Regions from separate parts of the Mus musculus genome. Here region 1 is linked to region 2. Evidence: chromatin contacts called from public Hi-C data. All regions are on one chromosome and are shown on one strand. Each heading gives the region's core, a stretch centred on a gene start, on an enhancer-like site or on the middle of the called end of the contact. The rest is flanking DNA. Distances are from core to core; before and after follow the strand shown.

Region 1 (3,172 bases), core at 663-3,162, 100 kb before region 2:
TTAAGATTCTCTTTACCCTGGACAAAACACACACACACACACATACATACAAACACACACACACACACACACGCCAAGGTTATTGTTCTTTTAATTATCTAAGTAGCAAATTCTAAAAGACAACCTCTTAAATGGGTTTGGCCAGTGCTAACCTCATTGGAGTACGGCTGAGCGACGTTGCTGAAGGTCTTGGGCCTTTGGGATTGGAGAAATCTCTCCCCATTGAAATGCAGAGCACCAGAGTCCATGTGCTCCACATCATCTAGGTGAACACAGCCAGAGTGTCCACAGCTATCTACATGGTGCCGGTGGGAGCAGGGAGGAGAGAAAGCCGTCTGCGCAGTCACTCTGGGCTGCTGGCCTGTTTATCATCCATATGCCTACTTATTTTTCTATCTTTCTATGTATCTATCTAGTTGTCTATCTATCACCTATTTATATCTAATCTATCTATCATCTATCTATCTATCATCATTATCTATCATCTATCTATAATCTATCATTTATCATCATTATCTATCATTTATCTATTTATCTATCTAATCTATCATTTATTATCAATCATCTATCTATCTATCTATCTATCTATCTATCTATCTATCTATCTATCTATCATCCATTATCTATGTATGTATCTATCAGGATCAATCTATCTCCTAAAGTAATAATTTATACATTATGTGGATTTTACCACATTTTAAATTTAGTATAATTATTGTGTGTGTGCCTCTGTGTGTGTGTGCCTCCATGTGTGTGTGTGTGTGTGTGTGTGTGTGTGTGTATTTGGGTACCACGGTGTAAGTATGGAACTTAGAGGACAACTTTCATGGGTTCCAGAGATCAAACTCAGGTGCCAGCCTTGCCCAGCACACATTTGCATCTGATTAGCTTGAGAATGGATGAGCAAAACTCTTAACAGTCTGCCCTTTGTCCCAGGGCAGAGACCAAAGACGTTGTCTGTCTACACCGTGATGTTCTCCTATTTCACTCTCACCTGCTTGCCCTTCTCTGAGTTAGCAGCTGAGAATCTTAACCAAAGTGATTTATGGCAGTGTTGTGTCGGGCCTGGCCTGACACTGATGGAGTCCCTTATCTCCCGCCCATGTCCTCTCTGATGACAGCCACCCTCTTAAGCCTCAGTCAAGAGCATCAGCTCTGCATTCCTGGGTGAGGCTGGTGGCAGGGGAGAGGGGTTGTCATGAATGCATTCTGACTGTCATACTCCTCTGAGCTGGCACCTGCCTCTGCACAGCTTGCCTGGACTTTTCAAAACCTGGAAGGAGGATGAGGTGCCCCAGGAGGCTCAGACTGTGTCCCAGTGCATGCCTTCCATGACCAAGGCACACAGGCTTGCATTAGCTGCTCAATCTTCCAGTCCCTGTCAGGAATTGACACCCATCCCCTTCCTCCTGTCCTGTTTCCGTAAACATCAATGTGTTTTCACCTTCATGGGTGCTGCAGTCACACAGAGCCCTGGGTAGAGATGTGAACACAGGGGGTGGGGGCTGTGCTGAGGTACCCCCTAAAGGCTCCTTGGGAGATAAAAACATGGGGGGTCCCAGGAGAATGAAACAGAACTTCATTTAAGCCTGGTTTTTGAATTGGCCCCAGATGCAGTGACATTTTCTTTTTTGGCTGCTTTGAAAACGGAAGAGAGGAGAAAACGTAGACTGTGACATTAAAGATGGATGGGGCTCAGACAAATTGAACAGCTTTGAAGGCTTCTCCAGCGCTGAGCAGGAGGAGGGCAGGTCTCCATGGTGCGCTTTTGGGAGATGCAGTCTCTTGAACTGAGCCTGGAGAAAGCCGCTTAACGAACGAACGAAATGGCAGCTTTCAGGCCGGCCTGCTACCAAGGACGTTTAATATTTAACACTGGCTGGCTGGTGAGTGTGCCCAGCTTGGCTCATGTACTTTGGTTGACATTTGCACCAGCAGTGTCTGGAGGTGAAAGGTTGGGCACCAGGCAGAGCCTCCTATAAGGCTTCTGGGTCTGCCTGGGAAGGCATCGTTGGGAGTCCTGTCCTTGTCAAGATGCCTCACATCCTGTGCCTGGCTGTACATTCTGTGATAGAGAGCTTGGCCTCACCGTGTGTAGGAAGCAGCCAGAAGGGGCAGAAAGATGACTCAGGGAGAGTTGCTGACCCACTCATTTTTTGTGGGACCTCTTCCTGCCTAACCTAGCCTTAGCCCCTTATCTTGTTACGTACAGGGTGGAAAATGGAGAACAGAGATGATAAGCCCAAAACTCGAATGTGCGGCTCCTAGAGGCAAGGATGTGAAACTTACTGATTCCTCTAGCCACCTCAGAATGAAGGCTCTCTCTCCATCACCTCCGAACTTGGTCCAGACCTGAGCAAAGCCTGGAATATCGTCCTCATCTTTGACATTCAGCACTCCTCAGCTCAGTTTCTGTACTGGGCCTGCTGGGATGTACATCAATATAGGGAAAAAGCAACCCCCAACCCGCCCTGTAGACACAGCAATGATATTCTGATGTCTGGGCTCATCTTCAGAAAGGTCTGTGCACCCTGCACAGGAAAGCAAGTTGTACATTTAAAAATAAAAGGACCCTCTCTGCCTGGACCTAGGTACGGGTGCCTGGCTTTAGTGGTCATAACTCGTGCTGGTCAGAAGAAAGACTCTCATGCAGTTATAAGTTGTAAGCGCCAGTTGGTGTTGGCTACCAGTGACCCCCTTTTTGATTAGTATAGCTAAATTACCTTCTCTCGACTTTGGGCTCTGATCCCACAAAGCAACGGAAATTGAAATCGTGGTGAGCCGTAGCAGCGGAGTCCACACTGGGGAGAGAACCTCAGGGACCTTTCATCTTGTTAATGTAACACGCCCTTCCACGATGGGAGCCAAGAGCCCCCACATAATGAATTTCTCTTCTGGTAATCACTCACCAGAACATGGTGACCTGTGTATTTTTGCTGTGCTACACATTTTTAGACTTTCACAGTGACTTGTCAGCACCTAGGAAAAATGAGTTGGATATGACCCATCTCTTTGAGAGATGCCCTCCCCAGCTGCCTTTCATCTTGGTGGAGAGAAGGAGTAGGTGGGACCACCTGGAACGGCAACGGGGGCTGTGATGTGACTCCAGGCCCATCTCTGAGGGAGATCAGCACAGGCATGCCAAGCCGGTGGCACTCTTGCTATGTTAAGC
Region 2 (3,236 bases), core at 405-2,904:
GTAAATTGAATACAGGCATCTATTCTGCAATCAACTGGGATGGGTTGTGAGCCAAAAGGTCTCATAATGAAGGGCGATTATGAGGGTTTTGGGTTTTTTTCCTAAAAGACAAGGGCTGTATGTGTGTGATAATTTACCTAGGCATGAATGGGGAAAATGGAATTAAGTTATCTCTTAAGTATCTCTCGTCAGGGTCTAAATCTCCTCACCAATAAGACAGACAACAAAGAGTTCGGATTTTTTTCTACAGGCCTCATGACTACAGGGAAACACAAATCCCTCTGTAGAAAAGACTAATGTCTTGACATGTTATCTCCCCTTCTAGGCTTTATCCCTCCACACCTTTATCTATCTCACAGTCCCTCAGAATTTCTTAAGACAGCCTGCCGGTGTAATTAGATGGGAGAATTACACAGAGTTACATGGGGCGAGATGCTGGCCCTCTGGGATCTCCAGGCTTCAAGAAGGTGCCAGGGTTGAGAAGCAGAGCAAGGGGGATCATGTAGGATAAAATCTCAAGTGATTTTCTCAATCAGGAGATAAAACACATTGTTAAGAAAGACAGCCACAGTGAAGCTCGCTTGCACGGAGAACGTTTGCGATTGCAACATCGAATATTTAAAAACAAACAGCCAAAAATAACTGTTGTCCCAACTGCTCTTTAACCTTGGAAAGAGGAGGAGAAGAATCTGTGGGCTGTTGTTCCCCTCTTCTTGGGTGAGCTGACATTGCTGGGCAGAGGGAGTCCTTGGTCAAGGTTGCAGAGGGCAGGTCAGCTGGCAGCTGGGTTCTGGCTAATGCGGCCGGTCCTACTATTGCACCAACTCCCAGAGGTGGGTCTGTTTCTGTCATTAGGAGGGTTGTTGCAATACAGAAAAATACTAATGCTCACCCGATCCTTGGAGAATGGGGATATTTCTGTGGTGGGCAGGCAGTAAATCTGTCCCAATGTCATGAGTAATCAACCCAAGGGTCCCTCTTCCTGAGCCAGCACATGGCATCCTCTTATACCACAGAGACTGGCTCTGTTTCGACTTCAGGGGTTCCCAGCTGAAGCCACACCTCCAATTGGGTAATTTGATTTCCCAGAGAAAAGAAAAGGGATCTAGGGTCTGGACAGGAGTGAACTGACGAGGACTTAATCCAGATTGTAACCTGGACTGTGCCAGAACAAACCACACTCTCCATTATCCTAAGGACATCTGGACATAGGGATCTAGGCAGAAGAGACATTACAACCGCGGGGAGGGCGGGGCCGTAGACTCCCCATAATCCCAGCCTTTCCTGCTTCCTGCTCTGGGTCCCCCTCCTGAGGAGGTGGGGGAAGTGGCCTGGCCAGGAAATAGAGTTAAGTAACATGTCAGGCACCTTTTTTTTTTTTTTTTTTTTTTTTTTTGCCAGGAAGAGGGTTTGTAGCAAAAGTCACAAGGACAGCCTTCCTTCTCTTGCCCCTGCCCTGACAGCACTCACAGGAAAGGAAATGAAGGTCAGCCATGTTTATGACTGTACTTCCCAGAGCTAGCGACAGTCCTCTCTTCAGAGTGCCACCCTTGCACATTCCCTCTTGCTGACTGACTCCTCTAGGGTCAGTATAGGCAGCTCCTCTTCCAGGGAGCCTCCCCGGGTCTTCCAGCCTAAGCTGGACCTGGGTACTGTGGACTCAGATAACAGTCTCCCATCAAGTCACAGTGGGGACATGCAGTGTGAGGGAGGGGGAGGCAGACAGCATGAGATTAAAGAAGGGCAGACTGGAAAGTAGGGCTCAAATCCTTACCCAGGCCCTTCAGAGGACAGGACCTGAGGGTCACTTGCTTAAGCCGTCTGAGAGCACGATTCTTCATTTGTGTGTGTCGGAGGAGCTATTTCATATGCTTTCCTGTCTATTGAGACAAAGACAGAAAATTGCCAACCCACTGCCAGGCTCAGACGTACTGTGCCAGCTGGGACAGTTTGACCTCACCACCTCCTACTCTGGAGTCCCAAAATCTATCAGGTCAAAGGGTACAATTTACTAACCCCATGTATTTCCAAAACTGGCCATCAAGTTTGGCAATAATAGGTGCTTTTAAGCACTTCCTGGGCACAGAGTGAACGGCCTATGGCCATTTGGCTGGTGACAGACCCAAGTCTGAGTAGTTAGTGACATGTATAGCCCAGATCCCATCATCTTTGTCCTTCCTTTGTAATCTCAGATGGAAGAATGGGGAAACCCTGACCTGCCCACTTTCCAACACAATTTATACCACAGTTCATATCACGGATGCCTTGGTGCAATCGGTGACAAGACATCAATAAAAGAAGTATGTGCACACACCTGCTGAGTTCTCTCGCAGGCTCGTTTCTGCAGTTCATAGTCTGGGTATGGGGTCTGTGCCATTGGAGAGCGTGAGATCATCACACTGGAACAGACAGTGTGATTGAGGTGGCTTGGAGCAGGAGCCAATAAAGGGCAAGGAGACAAACCCTGGGGAAACATGGGTAGAGAAGGAGGTACAGCCCATGCCACGGGAGCTCAGGGAGACTTCATACGGGTGGAAGAGCTATGTTTGGTTGCTGGGAATGTTGGCTGTTTGCTGAGCACAGGGAAGCGCTGACTGCTCGTCATGAAGGGACCAGCTTACTGAGGTCTGGTTTCTTGCCCCTGCTTAGCCTCATGGTTAATTTATCAACCCAGGATCTTCTAAGATTTAGAGGGACCCTCTGTGGTAAGTAAACACAAGCACATTTTGTTTAGCTAGGACAGTTGGCAAGAGGCCCATACCCATATCCAGAATGTAGGGGACTGAGAGGATCAGAAGAAACAGGAGTCTAAACCAACGCTGAGAACTATGGGTGCTGTGTTACGCTCAGTCGGGGTGAGAGTCAATCTCCAGGCAGTCCTTACTCTGTCGTGGCCTTGGCTGAACGAAGCAAGTAAGAAATGGTAGCCTTGAATTTACACGGACTTAGGGTTGAAATCTTGAACCCCAGGACCTAATCTTTGGCATAGACAGCAAAGATCTTCTACGGCAAAATTGATACATATGAAAAATAAAGGCAAGTCAGAAGAGGGAGGCTGTATGAGGAAGGATACTCATAAGAATTGAAAGCAAGAAGTACGAGGAGAAAATAGTCTCGAGTTTCCCATGACAGAGGCATTTAACGAGCTTGCTAACTTACTGTGGTAACACAAACTAGACACAGCAAAGTACTTGTTATCATGGTTTGGGGGACTTAAGATGTTTAAAAGCTCAACA

What was found. A called contact is a pair of places that touch in the nucleus more often than the background predicts.
Region 1: a Hi-C map of liver shows a contact between it and region 2, with 2.1 times the contacts expected there. The contact joins two enhancer-like sites. A contact is called at or near these places in 1 of 39 promoter capture datasets (embryonic stem cells), 6 of 15 datasets of contacts at CTCF or cohesin (the G1E-ER4 cell line, embryonic stem cells and stem cell-derived epiblast-like cells), 80 of 484 Hi-C or Micro-C datasets (2-cell-like embryonic stem cells, the G1E-ER4 cell line, the HL-1 cell line and 13 more), 10 of 115 datasets of contacts at active chromatin or transcription factors (embryonic stem cells and pancreatic cancer cells) and 1 of 9 other capture datasets (embryonic stem cells).

The regions. Positions count from the first base shown.
Region 1 is chr1:62,826,246-62,829,417 of GRCm38.p6, reverse strand. All of the region lies in intron 1 of Gm4208 (a long non-coding RNA gene), which reads left to right. Among named protein-coding and RNA genes, the nearest start is that of Gm35120, 9.0 kb to the left of the region's middle. Within about 2 kb of position 1,912, at least 10 of the 459 cell types and tissues checked have an H3K27ac peak or open chromatin away from gene starts, as enhancers often do. A contact at or near this core is called in liver, where this site is marked.
Region 2 is chr1:62,722,844-62,726,079 of GRCm38.p6, reverse strand. The region is part of intron 2 of Nrp2 (neuropilin 2); the gene reads right to left. Among named protein-coding and RNA genes, the nearest start is that of Gm29083, 6.3 kb to the right of the region's middle. Within about 2 kb of position 1,654, at least 66 of the 459 cell types and tissues checked have an H3K27ac peak or open chromatin away from gene starts, as enhancers often do. A contact at or near this core is called in liver, where this site is marked.